Regions from separate parts of the Hordeum vulgare genome. Here region 1 is linked to region 2. The links are chromatin contacts, called in public Hi-C maps. All regions are on one chromosome and are shown on one strand. Each heading gives the region's core, a stretch centred on a gene start, on an enhancer-like site or on the middle of the called end of the contact. The rest is flanking DNA. Distances are from core to core; before and after follow the strand shown. Region 1 holds the start of LOC123448206. Region 2 holds the start of LOC123448202 (translation initiation factor IF-2-like).

Region 1 (5,012 bases), core at 1,131-3,630, 460 kb after region 2:
GGGAGGTCCGGCGCATGGGCGGGTGGCCTCTCGGTGGAGCGGCGCTACACGACGGCTCGTTGCTCTCCCCGCGGCGACCACCGGCTTACTCCGGTGTCTTCTCGTCTGCATCAGACTGCATCAGACCGTGTCGACCTTCGCTTCATATCCTCATCATTTGGGATCTACTTCTGTCAAGGGCGGGCCCTCTCCCCAGTTGCGGTAAATCGCTCGTCTCGCGCCCCGTGCGGCAGGACCGACCTCGTCTCACGCACGGTGTTGTAGGGTCGAGCTCGTCTCCCGCACGGTGCCGCGTAACCGAGCTCGTCTTGCGCACGGTGCTACAAGACGAGTCGATGGAGGCCAGTTCTAGCCGTCGTTTGAGTCTCAACGCTAGGGGTTCTCCAGTGATGGGAAATGCGGGACCTTTCTGCTAGTGTCTTTGGTGGGGTAGCGATGGATCTCGGGTGAGGTGGTGTCAAGGTCTTCGATGCCAGGGCGGCGACCCTAGAGGTGGTTGTGTGGTTCTCATGGGCGGAGCCCGAAGCTTGGTGCTGCCCGGTGGCCATGGCCATGTGGGAGGCGTGGTAGCTGGGGTCTGGCGATCGGTGGCGATCAGTGTTGGTCGGGGTGAAAACCTGTTCTATCTTCGGATGGACCGACGAAGGCAAAGCTCGCTCCCTTTTTGAAGGCGTCGTCGCAGTTCTCATCACTCGTCGTGCTGCTCCAGGCAAAATTCTGATCCTCGAATCAGGCGGTTGATGTCGCTCCGATGTCATATCCTTCATGAAGGCGCTGCCTTGAAGCCCACGGTTCGTCGTATGCGACTTCATTTCTTCGCGGTGGTGGTCCCGGTTGAGCCCTCGGTTGCTCTTGTAGTGCTAGGGATGGTGTTGGTGCGATCAACGTATATGTATCCTGTTTTGGATGTGTGCGTGTATTGTGATGACGTGCGTTTGTATTGGAATGTTGTTGATCGTTGTTTTATATATAAAACGGGACGAAAGCTATTTTCGATAAAAAGTAAGGGGCCCTAGCATATTTCCATATCATAGTGAAGACACTCCAGCATATCATACAAATCATAATTCAATTATCTCATGCATGCGAGACAACACAATGCGAGTTGTAAGTACAAAATTGTTTATCTTCCTCTTGCCAATTAAAAGTTGTTTCTCTTGATCTTGCCAACCATGGTGTGTTGTTCAGTTTCTCTACCGCATCAGCATATCAACTCAAACGACGGATGTCATATGATAAAATAAGGAACAAAAAATGGACTGAAGTACTGATGTATGGTAAGGTCACGCAGATCATTAGAATATAGTACAAACATCCATACCTGTAACTGCAAGAACTTGACCAACATCCTCAGACGAGAAACTTAGCCCACCGTACTTTCTGTCACTTTCAGCCCACAAGGAGAATATCTAAATATGTGACCCGAAACACAAGTGTCAAGATAATATTTTTTGTCTTTCGAAAAGGAGGATGGCCCCCGGCCTCTGCATCAGACATTTTACTAATTATTCACAAAGACTTTAAAAAGTAAAAGTACTAAGATGATATAAACTAAATTTCTAGTCTAAACTAACTTTAACTACTGGCACAAAAAATGTCCTCAAGGACGATATTTGATTTTTTTTCTCATAGTTTAATGGGATAATCAGAACAAATTTATCGACCATGGTGACTAAAGCAAGGAGTAGTAAGATATACTAGAAAAAATGTACGGATATTATTCATTTTGTTGTATCAATGATATTTTGGCTTAATCATCTGGATCATTGATGATGATAAATAATTAAGGACTTTGCCCAAGGAAAACATCTGTTGAATTCCACTCCGTAGAAAAAGGAAGATCGAGCTGTTTCTCCTGGATGGCGGCGTCGTGGACCGGACCCTGCGCACGGCCGGTGGTGTGACGGCGGCCAGCATGGCTCCGCCGCCCCCTTCCCCTTCGCCGCCGGCGGCTTCCCTGGTAGCTGGGGGGCCGTCTCTCTGTTTCTCCCGCGCGGCGCGGAGCTGGGCCGACTGGGCCGAGGAGAGCGACGACGAGGACCCGACGGCGAGGGCATGATTGAGCTCCGTGGCTCCACCGCTACTCGGGGACTTCCTCTCCGCGGTGCGCTCAGCCCGTCGGCGCCCTGGGAAAGGGCTGCGCCGGCGGTCTCCTGCGTCCCGGCTGAGGGGCTCCCTCCCGGTGGTCCGCCCCTGCTCCGCCTCTGCCCGGCCTGGCGCGCCGCCCGGGTTATCCCCTGTGGTGGCCGTCGGGCCTGGTGCTGGCATAGCCCGACCAGGCGTTGGCCCCCTGCTGCCCCTGGCGGCGGCGGCGCCGATGCCGGCGACGGGTGCCCCCCCCCCCCCCCCCCCCCGAAGGTGCCCCCCGAAGGTGCCCCCAACCCTGTGCCCTTGCGGGGTGGGCCGTCTGTCGGATGCGCGGGTCGCCTGCCCCCTGGTTGGGTCGCTGCGGGCCCATTCACGGCCTTTTTCGGCTGCTAAGGCGGCTGGCGCGGCCCTCCGCGCTTCACGGGTCCTGGCACTGGTCAACAGGCGCTGGGCCTTGGCCCACCAAGACTTGGGGTCGGGGGTGGGGCGCGGCCTGATGCCCGTTCGGCCCTTCAGGGGAGGGCAGGGGGAACTACTCCGGCTGCTCCAGGCCGGCGCCAGGGCCTCTTCTCCTCCTCCTCCGATTCGCTCCTACAAGGAGGTCCTCATGGCTCGCCTCGCTGGTGATGGTCAGCCCCGGCCAAAGAGGGCTTCCTCGGCTTACCAGCGACCCCGGCCCGCTCCACCTGCCCGTGGTCCTGCCCTGGCCTAGGGTCTCGACGCCGGCCCGTCGCGCTCCGGGCGTGGTGGCTCTGACCATACGGGGAGGTCGCCAGAGTATTACGCTGGCACCTCCCTACGCCGCCCTCCACCGCCTCAGGACTCCGAGAGGGACCCTCGCTTGCCCCTGCCGGGCTCGCCGGGGGACGTCCGCCGCCGGGAGGCTGCGCGCCTGAGCCCTCCTGACGTGGACAGGGAAGCTGCTCTGCGTGCCGTGCTGGTGGCACGGCCACCGCCGGCTCCCCGGTCCCGCGACGAGATTGCCCCTCGCGACCAGCCAGCTCGACCCCCTGCTCCCCGGTCCTCGGCGCCGGCCTAGCGGCGGGACCGCCACGACCACCACCGAGAGGATCGGCGGGGCGGCCCTCCCATGCGGCGCGGTGCGGATGACCGTCGCTCTGACTGGCATCCCTCCCGAGCGGAGGGTGCGGACTGGCGCCGGGATGACGGGCCTTCTAGGCGCGCGTCTCCAGTGCTCCCGCCTGCTGCTCCCCCGGCCGCCCCGTCTCTGGCGAAGAAGAAGAAGAAGTCGAAGAAGAAGAAGACAGCTGGTGCTACCCCGGAGGGTGATGGTTGCCCGGCCTCGATGGGGACTCCTGAGCAGGAGGCTCCGGAGCCCCCCCCCCCCCCCCCCCCGGCTCGGGGTAGCCGCCAGCGCTCTCATGAGGATACGATGTGCATCAACTGTGGGTGCGCAGGACACTACCGCTCGGAGTGTGAGGCCCCTCCACGATGCCACACGACCCTGGCCTACCTTGGGTATGGTACTGAGAGGGGGACCTTCTACTTCGTTGATGCCGAGATTGAGGAGGGGGTAGCTGGCCGCACCTGGCGACTGTCACCCAGGCACCCGAGCAGGCCACTCCAGCTGGGTTGGTGATCTTGGCTGATCTCATCCGGGAGGAGCTTGTGGCCTACATTGGTGACTTTCGGGACTCCGAGTTCGCTCGGGAGGTGACGGAGACGGCCCCCCTCGTCTTCTCGGTTCCCTTCCCCTCGGCCTAGCTCCTCCGGGTATGTTCCCACGACGTCATCAGTTGTCCCATCAACAAGTTCATGATTTCCGTCAAGGCGGCGGCAGCGGAACCTGACCCCGTGCCGCCTTTGGAGAAGGTGTGGATCCTCGTCTATGGCCTCCCGAGGGGAGGCAATGCGGCTCCGCGGGGTGGCAAACTCACTCACATTCTGAAAGCCATCTCCGAGCCGGTGGGCAAGCTGATCACCGCTGACATGGCTTCTTTCGAGGACGATGGCCCCGCACGCATTGAGATCCTCTGCCCGGCTCCTGCTGAGATCGATGGTCTATCCTTGGTCTTCTACTCTGGCTCCAAAGGTAGGCGCCTCACCTTTGAGCTCGAGTCCCCAGCTCCGGTGGACCCTCTGGGTTTGGACCCTGATGATCCGGAGCCTGGCGACAGGGGGCTCAACGATAAGGGAGGCTCCTCGGAGGAGGGCTCGTCTTCTGAGGGGGATGATACTGCTAGAGGGGCTCAGCCCAAGTCGTCTAGTGCTGGGCGGATCCCCGCCGCATCGGCCGCTGGTCCGACAGATCGCGCAGGGGATAAGCCAGTGGAGGCGCTGGTGTCGTTGTCTGCGGTAGACACTGGGCTGCCTCCCCCTGTTTCTGATGGGCCAGTGGCCGCCGAGGAGGAGGAGGTAAGTGTGGGCATGGAGGTGTGCCCCGCCACATTCCCACGCTCGCCCGGGGTGGTCTGCTACTCGCGCTCACCGGGGTCCCCCCTTCCCTAGTCTTGGGGTCCCCGGACTTGGGTCCCCCCCGATCGTCGACCCCGGCTGGATCTCGGAGTCCCCCCCCGTGCCCCGCTCCAGGCCACGGGGGGCCCCTCCCTCGTGGTGGCTACGCGGCAGAGTGCGCGGATGAGCCAGTCCCGGATCCTTCAGGATGGCCGCATCCCGACGATCCGTGAGCCGGCGGCCCGCCGTGCTGCGGCCCGTGACTTGTTCCCGGGTACGTACCCCCCCCCCCCTCCCTGCCTCTCCTTCTGGTTCTCGTTTTTCTGTGCTTACTCACGAGATGGTGCCCCATTTGGCTGTTGTGGCCTCGGATAGTGGTATTGTGTTCCGAGGGGAGAAAGGTCCCACTCTAGATCAGATCTCTGCCTTGTGCGCCAAGGAGAGGTTTGAGGGGGCGTTGGATGAAGCTCGTGCTTTCGCTGCGCGGGAGGAACCTTCCACCTCGGTGC
Region 2 (5,459 bases), core at 387-2,886:
AAATGAGATAAAAATAATACTCACAGCAATATTATTCTTTAAGACTGATGCAATACTCAGAACGATTGACAATGCAGGTCCTGACAGGTATGTCATGTAGGGATAGGCAAATAGAATAGGTATGCACAGAGCCTGCAAGGTCAATCACAATAGTTAAGATATAAAGTCAGAGGATAGAAGAACTTCAGCAATTAAAAAAAAATAGCAGGTTTTTACTCACGGCTGCGATTTGACAACATTTGATCGGTCCAAGAATTTTATTGATGCGTGGGTATATGAACATTTGATACACAAGCACACTGCCACCTGAAATGGACATACAATACTGACCGTGTTGTTACCATAGAAGGCTCGTTCTACTGAAGGGGAAAATGAATACCAAGGAATATGCTTGAGAAAAAGAACTTAACATTGATGCTACTCACTGTGTACAATGTTAGTGAAATATGATTAATAATGCATCGAATTTTAATGAACCTTGAGCCCCTTGCCACTGCCACATCAGAAAATTTATGGCTTCGATGGCTTTTGGTGTTTTATGTGATGCCTCCGTGTCTCTCCTTTGTGATAATATAATTATCCTATTCACATTTTCAATGATCCGTTAATCATGGAAGCATCATTCATGCGCTCTCACTGCCAATAGTCAACTATTCGTTCGATCCCAATATGTTCCAACAGACATTCCATTGGCAGATTTCTTCACAAAGCCCCAAATTAGAGAACAATATCGGCTTCATGTTCTCAAATCAATGTTTCAGATAAACCTTCAGTTTGAGTAGGGTGTAAAGAGTTTCAGATCCACCATGAGGGCTATGATGCATATCTCTCTCACTGCATAGAGAAAATCGATTTGGCCATTTCCCATTCTGTCTAACAGTTAAAGCTCATGCTGGGCCCAAATCATTACTTTTAAGTTTTAACTGAGTTGATTACTCTCGGCTGATAGAACATTTGAACAGACGATGAGAAGATTCCATATTAACACAGATGGAAATTATTACCATTAGCAGACTGAAAGGAAAGGGTTGGCAGGGTTGACGGTAGAAGAGACAGCATGCGACTGAGGGCGCTCTCCCCCTGCGGCGGACTGGCGGCCATGAAGGACTGACGGCCTGAGTGGCTCTCTTACAGCGCCCGGCCAGCGTGCCGCATGGACCCTGTGCCCCCGCCAGCCCTGTCGGCGGCGCCCTCCCTCCGCTTTCCCCTGTCGGCGAGGCGCTGGGCGGACTGGGCTGAGGAGCTAGATGCCGACGAGCTCGAGCAGTCTTCGGAGGGGGAGGGCCGGCTGGAGATGCCTGTCTCCCTGGCACCTCCGCAGCTTGGCCTCTTCCTGGCCGCGGCGCGACCTGCCCGCCGGCGGCCGGCGAAGGTGGTCGGGCGGCGGGTTCCGGCGTCAGGACGCTGGCCTTCCCCGATGACACCCCCCCCCCCCGCCCGCCCCTTGCCGGTGTGCCGCCCGGGTTATCCCCCGTGGTGGCCGCCGGGGATGGCGCCTGCGTGGCCCGGCCTGGCATCGGTACCCTGCCCCCCTGCGCGGCGGCGACGCCGGTGCCGGCGACGGGTGGCGCCCGGGCGGTGCTCCCTCCCCCGTGCCCTACCGATTCGGGCAGACCGGCGGGTCGTTGGGCAGCTATCCCCCTCTCTGGCCCCCACGGAGCAGACCACGACCCATCTCGGCCAAAGAGGTTGCTTGGGCCTCCCGCCGCGCACTGCACGCTCTGGCGCGGGTTAAACAGAGGTGGGCTGAGGCCCACAAGGGCCCACCCCAGCCACCGCGTCGAGGCCCAGGACAGGGGAGGCCGGCCAGGCGCGGGATTAGGGTTCCCCCCCCGACCCGAGCGCCGCCTCCTCGTTCTGTCGCCCAACCTCATTCCCCTGTGCGCCCGGCTCCTCGGTCGGCTTCTCCTGCCCAAGTTGTGTGCGCCCCGCCCTCGCTCGCGCCTGCCTCCCTCCGACAGCCAGCAGGCGCCATTCTGGCGCGCGGCTGGACTACGCTGCGGCCGACTCCCCTGTGCACGGTCGGCCGCCCCCTGCTCCCGTCCGCCCCTCTCTAAGGCTCTCCTACCGGGAGGCTCTGATGACCCGTCATGCTGGGGATGGCCAGTCCGGCCGACCAGCTCTCCCAGCCCGCGGCCTCTCCCGTGATCTCGCCCCGGATGGGGGTGCCGGCGCTGGCTCGTCAAGTTCCGGCCGCGTGGGTACCAGTCGGCTAGGGAGGTCCCCGAAATACTACTCCGGAACCTCCCTCCGCCACCCCCACCCGGACCGGGACCCCCGCCTGCCGCTGCCGGGCTCGTCGGGGGACATTCGGAGTGTGAGGTCTGATGTGGACCGGGAAGCGGCCCTTCGGGCTGAGTTGGTGGCGCGCCCCCCTCCGGTTTCTCGGCCTCGGGACGCGCATGCTCCTCGCACTCCCCCTGCCCGTGCCCCTGCTCACCGGACCTCGGCGCCCACTTGGAGGCGGGATCGTCAGGACCATCGCTGGGAGGACCGGCGGGGCGGGCCGCATGTGCGGCGCAGCGATGATGATCGCCGCTCTGACTGGCGCACCTCTCGGGCGGAGGGTGCGGACTAGCGCCGGGATGACGGGCCTCCCAGGCGCGTGTCCCCCGAGGTCCCGCCTGGCGCCCCTCTGCCCGCCCCGGCCCCGACTAAGAAGAAGAAGTCGAAGAAGAAGAAGGCCGCTGCTGCTACTCTCGCGGGTGCTGGGTGCCTGACCCTGTCGGGGGCTCCTGAACAGGAGGCTCTGGACCCCCCCCCCCTCCCGCCACGCGGGTTAGTCGCCAGCGCTCCCGTGAGGACACGATGTGCATCAACTGCGGATGCGCAGGTCACTTCCGCTCGGAGTGTGAGGCCCCCCGCAGTGCCCCACGACCCTCGCATACCTTGGGTATGGTGCTGAGCGTGGGAGTTTCTACTTCGTGGATGCGGAGATTGAGGAGGAGCCGGCTCGGCCTCACCTGGCGACGGTCACCCTGGCTTCCGAGTAGGTCATCCCGGAGGGGCTGTTGATCTCGGCTGGCCTCATCCGGGCTGAGCTCGCGGCTTACATTGGCGACTTTCGTGATTCCGAGTTCGCCTGGGAGGTGACTGAGACGGCCCCCCTCGTCTTCTCGGCACCCTTTCCCTCGGCCAAGCTACTCCGGGTCTGCTCACATGACCTCATCCGCTGTCCCATCAACAAGTTCATGATTTCCGTGCAGGCGGCGGCGGCAGAACCTGACCCCGTCCCGCCCCTGGAGAAGGTGTGGGTCCTCGTATATGGCCTCCCAAGGGGAGGCAGCGTGGCTCCGCGGGGTGGCAAGCTTACCCACATCCTGAAAGCTATCTCCGAGCCGATGGGCAAGTTGATCACCGCCGACCTGGCATCATTTGAGGATGATGCTCCCGCCCGCATTGAGATCCTCTGCCCGGCTCCCGCTGAGATCGATGGCATGTCCTTGGTCTTCTACTTCGGGTCCAAGGGCAGGCGCCTCACCTTCGAGCTCGAGTCCCCGACCCTCGTGGACCCGCTGGATTCGGCCCTGGCTGGCCTAGCCCCTGGCGATGGGGGGCTTGGTGGCGAGGAGGGATCTTCGGAGGAGGGTTCGTCTTCCGAGGGCGATGAGGATGTTGGAGGGGCTCTGCCCGAACCGTCCGATGGTCAGCGCAACCCCGACACTGCGCCCGCTGGACCGTCGGGGCCCGCGGAGAGTACCCCCGTGGTGGCTTTGGTGCCGAAGGCGGCCGTAGGCACTGGGATGGCCCTCCCTGTCTCTGACCGCCTGGTGGTCGCCGCCGAGGAGGAGGTGAGTGTGGGTATGGAGGTGTGCCCTGCCTCCTCCCTGCGCTCGCCTGGGGTGGTCTGCTACTCGCGTTCTCCGGGGTCCCCTCCTTCCCCGACCTTGGGGTCCCCGGACCCAGGCCCTCCTATGGTCGTCCACCCTGGCTGGGTGTCTGAGACCCCCCCCCCCCCCCCCGCACCACGCTCGAGGCCACGTGAGGGCGCCTCCCTCGTGGTGGCGGCGCGACAGAGCACGCGGATCAGCTAGTCCCGGATCCTTCAGGATAGCCGCATCCCGACGATCCCTGAGCTGGCGGCTTGCTGTGCTGCAGCCCGTGATCTGTTTTCGGGTACGTCCTCCCCTCTTCCTCCCTCTCAGTCTGGTTCTAGGTTCTCTGTGCTCTCTAGCGATATGGTTCCCCGTTTGGCTGAAGTGGCTGCAAATAGTGGCATTGTGTTCCGAGGAGAAAAATGTCCCCCTCTTGAGCAGATCTTCGCCTTGTGTGCGAAAGAGAGGCTTGAGGGGGCGCTGGCGGAAGCCCGTGTACTTGCTGCGCGGGCACCCCCCCCCCCACGGTGCACCCCGTACCTGGTCATAGAGAGACCAGGGATGGTGTTGCACCCCCGGTTGTGGATGGGACCGTGACGCCCATAGTTGGGCTCCCCTCTATCCGGGAGCCCAGGGGGCGCCCTCCCACCCGGCTCAACCCCACCGAGACCCGCCGCGTGGTACGTGGGTCGGTCCCAGGTCTGCCTCCCCCGGCCCGCTGACATCCGGTGCCCCCTCTTCTCGGGGATGCCGGGGTCGGCCGCCTAAGGCCATCCCCGCCCCGCGGTTGACAAGCGGGCTAGTTCGGCCCCGCTTGCGGGGCCTAGGAATCCAGACGAGGTTATTAAATGAAGCTGCTATGTTGGAACATCAGGGGCTTCGGCCTCACTGGCCGGCGACGGCATCTCATTGATTATTTGCGTCAGGAAGAGATTGACATAGTGGGTCCACAAGAAACGATTAGACAAGACTTTAGCATGCTCGAGCTCCACAGGCTCTCCCGTCACCAGTTTGCCTCGCAGTGGCTCCCTGCGATGGGCCACTCTGGGGCTATTTTGCTCGGTGTTAGGGAGGATGTGTTCTCGGTTGAAGACATGGACCGGGGGGCGTTCTTCGTGAGCATAGCTGTCACTGATCGACGTGTTCACCTCAGTTGAGAGGTGATTATCGTCTATGGCCCGGCGGATCATAGTCGCTCGGCCGAGTTGAAAAACAAGGTGGAGAGATGCACCACTCCGGTGGTGGTGGCCGGCGACTTTAACCTCATTAGGTGGGCTTCTGATAAAAGTTCTCCAAATGTGGACCGGTCACGAATGCGTCTCTTCAATGACTGCATCGCGGACATGGCGCTACGTGAGATAGCTCGCGTAGGGGCTAGGTTCACGTGGTCAAATAAACAGGCGGACCCCATCCGAAGTGTTTTGGATCGGGTCTTTGTGTCGCCCCAATGGAAAGTGATGTTCCCTCTCTGTGGCCTAAAGGCGGTCACGCAGATTGGATCCGACCATACGCCTCTGATCTTCTCTTCGGGTGATGGGCCCCCACCTAGATCCCGCCGCTTCCGCTTTGAGACATTTTGGCTGGAGCAGCCTGGTTTCTGCGAGTTGGTCCGCGACCGCTGGCGCCGTGCTGCCGCCTCCCCGC

The links. A called contact is a pair of places that touch in the nucleus more often than the background predicts.
Region 1: a Hi-C map of seedling shows a contact between it and region 2, with 2.3 times the contacts expected there. The contact joins the promoter of LOC123448206 here to the promoter of LOC123448202 in region 2. A contact is called at or near these places in 2 of 6 Hi-C or Micro-C datasets (leaf and seedling).

What each region holds. Positions count from the first base shown.
Region 1 is chr4H:148,846,259-148,851,270 of MorexV3_pseudomolecules_assembly, forward strand. LOC123448206 reads left to right here and starts at 2,381. Exons shown (of 2, transcript XM_045125027.1): 1 at 2,381-4,777. The coding sequence starts at 3,865. The coding sequence ends at 4,557. LOC123448204 (protein ZINC INDUCED FACILITATOR-LIKE 1-like) reads right to left here. Exons shown (of 17, transcript XM_045125021.1): 11 at 1,322-1,409.
Region 2 is chr4H:148,391,542-148,397,000 of MorexV3_pseudomolecules_assembly, forward strand. It overlaps LOC123448202 (translation initiation factor IF-2-like), which reads left to right and starts at 1,637. Exons shown (of 2, transcript XM_045125018.1): 1 at 1,637-4,116. The coding sequence starts at 3,192. The coding sequence ends at 4,034. It overlaps LOC123448201 (protein ZINC INDUCED FACILITATOR-LIKE 1-like), which reads right to left. Exons shown (of 17, transcript XM_045125017.1): 12 at 221-306; 13 at 25-132.